Regions from separate parts of the Zea mays genome. Here region 1 is linked to region 2. Evidence: chromatin contacts called from public Hi-C data. All regions are on one chromosome and are shown on one strand. Each heading gives the region's core, a stretch centred on a gene start, on an enhancer-like site or on the middle of the called end of the contact. The rest is flanking DNA. Distances are from core to core; before and after follow the strand shown.

Evidence for each region. A called contact is a pair of places that touch in the nucleus more often than the background predicts.
Region 1: a contact with region 2 is called in a Hi-C map of leaf, with 7 times the contacts expected there. The contact joins the promoter of LOC100283957 here to the promoter of LOC100193772 in region 2. A contact is called at or near these places in 4 of 25 Hi-C or Micro-C datasets (bundle sheath, ear, leaf and 1 more).

Annotation. Positions count from the first base shown.
Region 1 is chr7:148,527,975-148,533,089 of Zm-B73-REFERENCE-NAM-5.0, reverse strand. LOC100283957 (mediator complex subunit 10 CG5057-PA) reads right to left here and starts at 1,273. Exons shown (of 5, transcript NM_001156855.1): 1 at 1,026-1,273; 2 at 845-925; 3 at 644-746. The coding sequence starts at 1,243.
Region 2 is chr7:148,040,668-148,045,433 of Zm-B73-REFERENCE-NAM-5.0, reverse strand. It overlaps LOC100193772 (Bifunctional UDP-glucose 4-epimerase and UDP-xylose 4-epimerase 1), which reads right to left and starts at 2,294. Exons shown (of 9, transcript NM_001321930.1): 1 at 1,927-2,294; 2 at 1,750-1,799; 3 at 1,458-1,593; 4 at 1,237-1,338; 5 at 878-1,105; 6 at 654-735; 7 at 477-559; 8 at 305-396. The coding sequence starts at 2,154. LOC100279623 (NC domain-containing protein-related) reads right to left here. Exons shown (of 2, transcript NM_001152619.1): 2 at 3,281-4,370. The coding sequence ends at 3,658.

The sequences.
Region 1 (5,115 bases), core at 24-2,523, 490 kb before region 2:
ATACCATGGTATTTTGGGGTAAAAAAACTTCGGTCTAAACCAAGGTTTTTTGTTTGCACGCAGCTGCAGTCTTCTGTTCTCCTACACTACAACTGAAATATTGTGTCTCCAAACAGATGTTGGATTAGAATGATGTAAAATATACCATAGGTATGTCATGGCATACAATAACTATGGTATTATAAATTGTGGTTTTGAGAAATAGAGTTCCAAAACAGGCCCTTAGACCGTGTCCAGCAGTTCACCTATATGGTCACCCAAAACAATGTTTTACACTGTAGAATGCACTGTTTGCATTTTGCAGACTAAAGTTTAAATATGGGGATGAGGACAGATAAGCCGCTGGAGATAGTCTTAGGCAATTGTAGTGATGCATATTACTCATTACAAGAAACATGGGTTTTGAATAGCACAGAACGATCTCATCTTTCAAAGAATTGTAACTTGTAACAAAAGAAAAACACTGCACAGAATTATCATTAATTGAAAGTCAGACAGCAGAACAGCTCTGTGGCTCCACAACTAACTCTTGGTACAAAACTGTCTACATCGTATGAAAATGTGTATCCTAAGTACCCAGCAGCTCCATGTCAACCAATCGCTGCAATGATTGAGAGAATCCAATGCATCCATAGTTCCATACCTTGAAAGCGTCAGTCTTGCCCTTGGTGATCTGGTTCTTGGCAATGCAGCTGTTGAGCACATCCCTAGTAAACTCGTCGGGGTTCTTCCCATCGTCGATCAAACTAACAACACATGAACCATTTATAACCGTACCATAGCACGGGTCAAGAGCAAAAGTTGGGCAGGATGATGAGTGAAGATATCAGATCAAGGAGCTCACTTGACGACCTCCATTGGCACCTGGATGTTACAACCCTCGGCTAGTTTCTGCATCGTGTCGAGCTCCGCCACGAGCGCGTTCCTGAGCCACGACGCACACAACAGTGAACAGCAACGCAAACCCTAAGAGTTACAGCCCGAGGACAGGGCGGAACCGAATTGAGTGATCTCGGGCAACTCACAGGCGCTGGAGGAGGGGAAGCTGGGAGGCAGAGTTGAAGGAGGAGACGGTGAGGTTGAGCTGGTGGAGCAGGCCCAGCGTCTTCTGGATCGAGCTCGTCACCTGCGCCAGGTTCTGCTTCGACGCGTCCTCCGGGCGCTCCCCTCCGGCCCCCGATGCTTGGACGCCATTCCCTGCGGCGGCGGCCGCAGCGGAAGGATTCGCGGCGACGTTCTCCATGGTGCTGCCGGAGGTCAGAAGAGGAAAATGAAGGAAAGGAGTCGGACAGAGAGGAAGCGAGCCACACCCACCGGACCGGGTCACTGTCGAAGGTTTTCTCGAGGTATGAAAACCAACAGGACGGAAAAACTATCTTTCATTTCCGTATCCACGTTTTATCATCGGAAAATATTAGAAACAGAGTCGAGATCGAAATAGTCAAAAACTGAGACGGGATAAACGAAATTGTGAAAGCGAACAAAAACCGAAATATTAAGGGCATAATTTAATACAAATAAAAATGATATTGATATTTGACTAGTGATTGATTGGCAGGACAATAACATAAAACAAATAGATATAGAGAGGCAACATTCTACTGATGTTTGATTGCTAATAGTGTACATTTAGCTATATTTGATGTCGTTTAAGACTTTAGACCACTTGTCATAAAAGAACCGATGCTTACAATGACCATTTTTGCTATAATTTGTCACCTAAAGACACGAGGCTTTAGTTTATATACTAATGCATATTAGGCTGGTCCTATATTTATCAAATACGGAATAAATATGGGTTCAATCCGGATAAAAACGAGATCTCATAAAAACGGACGGAATAAACTCTCTCATGTTTCCATTCCGTTTCCATACTTTTCCCTAACATAATAATATGTCAATGCATCCTTGATGCTATTTTGGTTTTCATATTTCTCTACGCAGATTTAGACATTTAACCAACTATTCTAAGAAGAAAAAACAATCAAGAAGTTAATATAAAAATAGAGAAAAAACAACAACATTTGATAGTTATACAGTAGTAGTGGTTGTGACATGCCTTCCTAATGAATATGTCGTCACATAGAAATCCTCTTCTATGAGTCATTCATATATTTAGACGTGGATATTGAAAATATAATGTATATAAGAACAATATAAAAGATTTATCTTGCTTAATCAAGAAAGTGAAGCAGTAGCCATTACAAAAAAGAAATAGATTATATCAAATTTCAAATGATTATTATTGTATTTTTGCGAGTTCGACGTCATAACCTGTAGCGCCGAGCTAGGTGCCCCATACCTCCACACCATAAGTCTCGGCACCGAGCCGTGTTACTTCGGTGTTGTGACCTTTGGCGTCGAGGAAAAGGTCCAAAACAAGAATAAATCTTCCAAGAGATCAAAAGTATTTTTTACCAAAAAGTTAAATTGCAAAAAAATGGTCTGCAGGCCTGGCCGATCAAAGTTCTCTCAATTGCTTTTGAGACATTTTTTTATATAATCGTAAAGCTTTTAATACAAATATTAGTACATAAAATATTTTTTTAATAATAATTTAATAGGAATAAAATTATCTTTTCATATGAAAGTTAACACCGTTAAAAAATAGCGTTAGTATCATATGTGAAATCAAATTTATATAAAGTAGATTTATATTTGAGACTTTTTTTAACTAGTGCAGGTTACCGATCATATAAAATTACCCATACACGCACGTATACGAATACGATTGTACATCTGATAGGTATATTTTTAATAGGTATGGGTATTGAATGATACTAGATGTTAGATCATCCCTACATCTCGCACATTAGGTTGTCTCCGGTAGAGTATGTATGTAGACATGTAAAACACTGTTTTGCATCGTATACTGTAATATTTATAAAGTGGAGTTTGAAACAGAGGATGGAATAGAGAAGCCGCTAGAGGTAGCTTTAGTGTGACAAAATAGCCCTACCATACAGCGTACCAGGTCGGGTCAAAGGTCTATGCCATCTTAGAGCAACTCCAACAACTCCCACTATCCAAGTCCCAAAGCATATTAGAGCAACTCCAGTAGTTCACTAAACAACTCTCTAAATCTTAAATTTATTAATTAAACAGAAAAATGATTCTCCAATAGTTCTCTAAATAGACTTGCTAAATTTAGTTACTTGGTATCCAACCTCATTTACTCTCCATATTTGGCAACTCGATAGGAACTCCCTAAATGCAGTTGACGTCAATTTCCTCACACTCGTGTGATTATTTTTCCCCTTTCTCACACAGTGAGGTAGTCAGGTACGACACACTCTTTTTTATCATTTTCTAGCACAGTGAGGTAGCTAGGTCCAATGAGTGCGATACAAGTTTCTCCTTCACCGTCGGACCACTAATATCTCATAGGTTGCGCCATCGGACCACCACTCGTCCACAAGTCGTGCTGACTGGCCTTTTACCCTCCGTCTGGCCTCTGCTCTCAACCCTGTCGTTAGCCAGATGTGATATCCTGGCCCCTGGAGGTGTTATCCTGGCCCAAGGTTTAATAGAATTAATAGTGTATTTATACCAACAATGTGCATCTTCTTTTTTGGAAGTCTATCTCGAAAGAACCTCCAAGTTAAGCGTGTTTGGCTTGGAGCAATTTGGGATGGGTGACCGACAGGAAAGTTTTCTTGAGTGCTCATTAGTGAGGACAAAGTACGCAGAAAAGACTTTGTGTTGGTCTATGGGACAATATATGGTCCTAAAGAGCTGCCAGGAGTAAGTACCGCTGGTCCGAGGGTGAACAGGGTGTTACAAGTGGTATCTGAGCCGACCCTCGCGTTTCACGAGCGTGTGTGGGTTAGGGGTTCGGGTACATGGCGCATGACGCATGTGGGCCCGGAGTGGCCATATGGCATGACATATGACGACACTAGATACATAGACGTGGCTAAGAGGGGAGGTTCCTGGATTGGAGTTAACCAACGAGGACGTCGTCTTCTAAGAGGGTGGATTGTGTAATCCTGGCCTCTGGGATAGTGATATCCTGGCCCAAGGCTTAATAGAATTAATAGTGTACTCATACCAACAAGGTGCATCTTCTTTTTTTGGAAGCCTATCTCGAAAGAATCTCCAAGTTAAACGTGCTTGGCTTGTAGCAATTTGGGATGGGTGACCAACCGAAAAGTTTTTTTGGGTGCGCATGAGTGAGGACAAAGTGCACACAAAAGACTTGTGTTGGTCTATGAGGACAATATATGATCCTAGTGAGCTGCCAGGAGTAAGTACCACCGGTCCGAGACTGGACGGGGTGTTACACCAGATCCGATAGGGGCAGGACTACCAAAGCTAGATTCAAAATCGAGTTACTCCCTAAATATGAGCAACTATAGGAGACTAACCTATTTTTTACTCCCAGTAGCTATTTAACAACTTGCTAAACATGATTTTAGCAAGCTCTATTTTAGAGAACTACTAGAGTTGCTCTGATACAGAAGAAAAAGAAAATAGGTCTCCAACAGCTCTCTAGAACTACTCCCGATCACGCCGCAGGCGCAAACAGAGCTCCCACATGCACATATTTCCGCAGACCCAGACGCGCAAACGGAGCTCCCACATGCCATGTGCTTAAATATTTGCATTATTGCATGACTGCATACCTGAAAGGTAAATAGGGTCAAACCTTTTCCTAAATGATTTTGGTGGTTGAATTGCCCAACACAAATAATTGGACTAACTAGTTTGCTCTAGATTATAAGTTCTACAGGTGCCAAAGGTTCAACACAAACCAATAAAAAGATCCGAGTTAGGGTTCAAAAGAAAGGAGCAAAAGAAACCGAAGAGAACCCTGGTCTGGCGCACCGGACAGTGTCCGGTGCACCAGGGAGGATCGACCTCAAACTCTTTACCTTCGGGTTTTTCCAGGCGCACTCCGCTATAATTCACCGGACCGTCTGGTGTGCCACCAGACTATCCAGTGCGCCAAGCGGAGCAACATCTATCAGCGAAACGGTCGACAGCACAGTGCCCTGACAGAGCTACAGTGCACAACAGTAGTCAGAGCAGGCGCCAGAGACACACCGGGCAGTGAACAGTGCCTGTCCAGTACGGCACCAGACTATCCGGTGCACCAAGATGTCAGAGCTCCAA
Region 2 (4,766 bases), core at 1,045-3,544:
ACACTCGATTAGCAGTTGTAACAAGTTTGAATAGGACGGTATCAATTTCTAGAGTGATATATGATTATGGTTGGACTTAAACAAAAATAGTCTAACGTTATCGGTTACCATTAACGGTACAAATATGTGAACTAAATAGTGCCTTAGGCTATGTACATATGGCTACTCAAAACACGGTTTGCACTGTAGATGACAATATTCACAAAGTGAAGTTTAAATATGGATATGGGGTTTTGAGTAAGCTGCCCAAGATAGCCTTAGATGATGCAGATAAGAGTCAATGTTCAGTGTTCACGACCATTACCTCCATGCAAGCTCTCTTTCAGCCTTCTCAGTGGACGCGTAAACCTCCGTCGCGTCACCCGGTCTCCTGGGGCACAACTTGGTGGGAATCTCCTGCAGTTTTGCAGCCAGAGACGTCAGTTTCAGGCCCTTTTCTCCGGATCAGAGAGACACGATCCATGCACGGATAAAACCTTGCCGGAGGCCTTCTTGAACGCCGCCACCATCTCCAGAACGGATGTGCCGCGCCCTGTACCCAGATTGTAGGCCACACAACCTGTGCAACAAAAGAGCGGGACACGAGGTAGCATGGTCAAGTACGTACTACTAGATGAACATGTGGCGCCCAAGACGGTTCGGCAGCGTCGTACCTATATCAGGAGAGTCGAAGAGCTTCTTGAGCGCTGCGATGTGCCCATCGGCGAGGTCGACGACGTGTATGTAGTCCCTGATCTGCAACACCAATCAATCAAAAGCAATTACGGCCAATTCAACTCGCTCCAAATACGGGCGAACATTTCAATGCCCAGCCAAATGCTACAGCGACAAACTGTCAATGCCACTGATTAGTATAGCGAGGGCGCAGTACACGCACCGCGGTGCCGTCCCGGGTGGGGTAATCGTGGCCGTAGACGTTGAGCTCGGGGAGCCTGCCGACGGCGACCTGCTGGATGTAGGGCAGCAGGTTGTTCGGTATCCCCTTGGGGTCCTCTCCGATCTCGCCGGAGCTGTGCGCACCGATGGGGTTGAAGTAGCGCAGCAGGACGATGCTCCACTCCGTGTCCGCGCGGTGGTAGTCACGCGCCATATCCTCAAGGATAAGCTGCGGAAGCACAAATTAAGATGACGTGAAAACACGAGAAAAGCGTCTGGGCCGTTACACGTCCTCGTCAGCGACCGTGAACCACAACACGCGACACGACGCGATTGGCAGTTCCGTCATGGAGATTTTACCTTGGTCCTGCCGTATGGGTTGGCGGCCTGCAGCTTGGAGTCCTCGACGCATGGGATCACCTCCGGCCAGCCGTACACGGTGGCGGATGACGAGAAAACCAGCTGCACACGCGCGCTCGCGGCGTCAGTGTCAGTCAGATCGTGGCGGCCACCGCGCGCCGTGGCGAAGCAACGCTCGCGCGCAGGCAGGATTATCGGAGGCGATCCAGCATTAATAGTACCTTCTTGCAGCCGTGCTCCTTCATGCTCTTGTAGAGGTTGATGGTGCCGATGAGGTTGTTCTCGTAGTACATCTCCGGGTGCGCGACGCTCTCCCCCACGGCCTTCAGCCCAGCGAAGTGGATGACGGCGTCGTACCTGGAAATGGAGGACAGCAGCGCATGTGTGGCGTGAGAGTCAGACTCACGTCATTTGAAGGAAGACAGAAATTGAAGCACTGAAAGGGCTTCAGAGGAGAGAGGTCGATTTTGAAAGCGCGTGCAGCTTCATGGATGGATCGATCTAGCACCGTACCTCCTGGCAGCGAACACCTTCTCCAAGTCATCGGTGTTCCTCAGGTCCCCCTGAAAAACCCCACGCGACGGGCATGCAGCACAGCGCGATCGAGAGACCAATTCAATCAGCGTGGCGCGGGGCAAAGGCAAACAAAGGCTCATGCGAACGGACCCGCACCGCGGCTTCGGTACTTACGCGGATGAAGTCGAGGCGGGTGGAGAGCGCGGGGCCGGCGATGAGGCGGACGCGGTCGAGCGCCTCGGGGACGGAGTTGTGGAAGTTGTCGACGACGGTGACGATGTAGCCCTGCTCCAGCAGGCGCAGCACCGTGTGCGTGCCGATGAACCCCGCGCCGCCCGTCACCAGCACGCTCCTCATGCTCCCCGCGCCTCCCCCGCCGGCCTCCGACCCGCCGATCGCCATTGGACGATCGATCTGTTGTCTCTGCAGTCTGCGCCCGTGTGGTGCGTGTTCTGTTGCACTGGCACCGGCGGCGCTCGCTAGCTGGGGACCGGCCCCAGCGCGGGGCGGGGGGATATATAGTGGTCCAGTGCTGTATTGGTGCGCGTGCCGTGCGGTGCCGTGCCGTGGCGAAAGAGGCCAGCGCAACGTGACAGGCTCACGAATGCGGAGGTCAGGTGCGGGACAAACGGGTGGACTAGTGGCCGGTGTCCAAGCGTTAAGCCCTATGTTTGGCCTGGCTAGCGTTGCGGACTTGCGGTTAGCTCTGCTCTGCTCTGCTCTGCGCCCTCTACTCTGTACGGGTCGCGTTCGATTGCTTTCTTTTTTTGTCTTTCAACAACAAGGTCTCTGTGTTTTCGTTGCAAACGAAGCGAAACCGACGGCGGCCGCGACATTCGCTCTCGCCGTCGACGGATCCGTTGCCCTTGCCCGGCCGGTTCGGCAGGCTCCTGGTTGCCTGTCAGTTGTCACCCACCTCAACTCGCGTGCCTGTCGTTAGAGTGTCGTTTTGTCTCATTCTTAAGTCCGGTTATTCGCATTATACATAAATAAAATAAAATTAGAAAAAATTAAAAATAAATTTAACTTGTTTGTGATTTAAATCCACCGAATCCCACTTAATTTAGATCTTCTTTGGTTGTTCTCATTATATATAGATTAAATGTGATTGAAAAAAAAATTAAAAGAATTTTGACTTCCTTGGAATTTAAACTCACTCAATCCATATTGATTGAGAGCTAACCGAACAAGCCCATGGATAGAGAGTGATGCGTGGGAATTGGGATAAGCAAGAATCCGTTGGCGTAGGGGGAGAAACAGTTTGGCAAAAGGCTAAAAATGAATTCGATGTTGCTCACAGATGAGTATGGAAAATAAGAAAAGCAAACTATCTGATCGACAACGCCACAAAACCGGACAGGAATCGACGATTCATAAGTCCAAACCAAGACATGAAAGATAAAGCTACAGCAACTCTAGCGTCACATTAACATATATCAACTCATACATGATTTGTTCTTAACTTTTAATTTGTATAGTCACTATTTTGATTTTTCTCCCAAGCGAGAAATCTCCAAAAACAAGCTCTGCTCAATTTTTTATATTCACTTTTCGTACAGTATACCTGATGAAAACGCCATTGCCGATAGTTTGCTCTACCTTGTAAGTTGTAACTACAGAATACAGATACAGTGATCTCCCAGATCAGTAAAAAATATTATAACTGTTATTAATTGCAGCAGAAGACTGAAACCTCACAAAGAAGAAAAATCTACATTATATAGCAATTTGATTGAATTTATAAGGCAGTTACAGTTGATCAGGTGAGGGGTGCGCCTAATCCAATTATGATACATTCGCAAGGCACATATCTATACCGAGTCTTATTATCATATCCCAAATTATCCACAATTCGACACCAATTGAAGGGAAGAGAAGTTCATCCTCCTAAGCTGTGCTTCGCAGTCACCTTTCTCGTTTCCTCTTCATAGGGAGCAAGGTCTTTGGTTTTTCTGATCGCTTGTTGACTGATTCTTCATCTTCAACAAGGTGGAAACCGGGGTGCGATGATAATTTCTCCACTTCAACTTTTGCTACGTCCTTCCTTACTCCTATGTCAGTAATGTATCTGCCAGCACAGTACATCCCAGCAGTGACAGTGGCCATTCCAAGCGGACCAGCAGCCAGAAGCTTGAACGGAGTGGACAGAAGAGCTGCCAACGGCACACCAATAGCAGAAGAAGCTTGCCCACTAGTCCCAATGCCAGGCTCCTCAACAGGTAGAAGCCCAGTCTTGCAGTAGAGTGCGAAGTCTTCGCAGTTCTTCTCAAACATGTCGTAGTTTCCAAAACCATTTTGAAGCAGGTACATCGCTCGATGGACAACAACTTCTGGTGGGTCTGATTCGGCAATGGTGCAGGTCCCCCCACGAATCTTTGCAAGGAAAACTGCAGATGGCACTCCATACTCGAAGCAATAGAGGGAGCCGTTGCGGAGGAAACAGTCCAAGCAAGTGAGGACAACACCACTATTAGACAGCTGAAATCCACAATCAGGGAATGTTTGGCACTCTGATGAAATCTCTGAGATCAGGCTGGAGGTGGAGTCTGATGAATCTGAAGTTTCAGTTTCTTTCTTACGTGTAAAATGGACCACTTTGCTTCCCCCGACATAAATACCTGGACATACAGAGGAAAATTGCTTGAGAGAAAATGGAAAGGAATTTCAAAATATAGCTAACAGTATATGATTGCTTTACATATTGCCCTGCTAAAGTTCTCTTAATAACAGATAATTTGCTCGAACATGTAAAAATGCTATTACTTGAAAAAAAAATCCAGAGCCAGAGAGGATGTATGATGCATTGATGCAGGAGAAGCCAAATAGGGGGGTTTCAACAATTTGAGCAGCTTTTCATGCTGGTAGTGCAGAACCCAGATCTTGGCATCTGCCAACAAAAGGCACTGACTGTGGAGACACTGTCCCTGTAGCACAATTGTGACACTGTTGAAGGGTCGTATAAGCTTCCTAAATGAAGATCGACCTCCGTTATCTGAAAGTGAAAAGACGCAAAG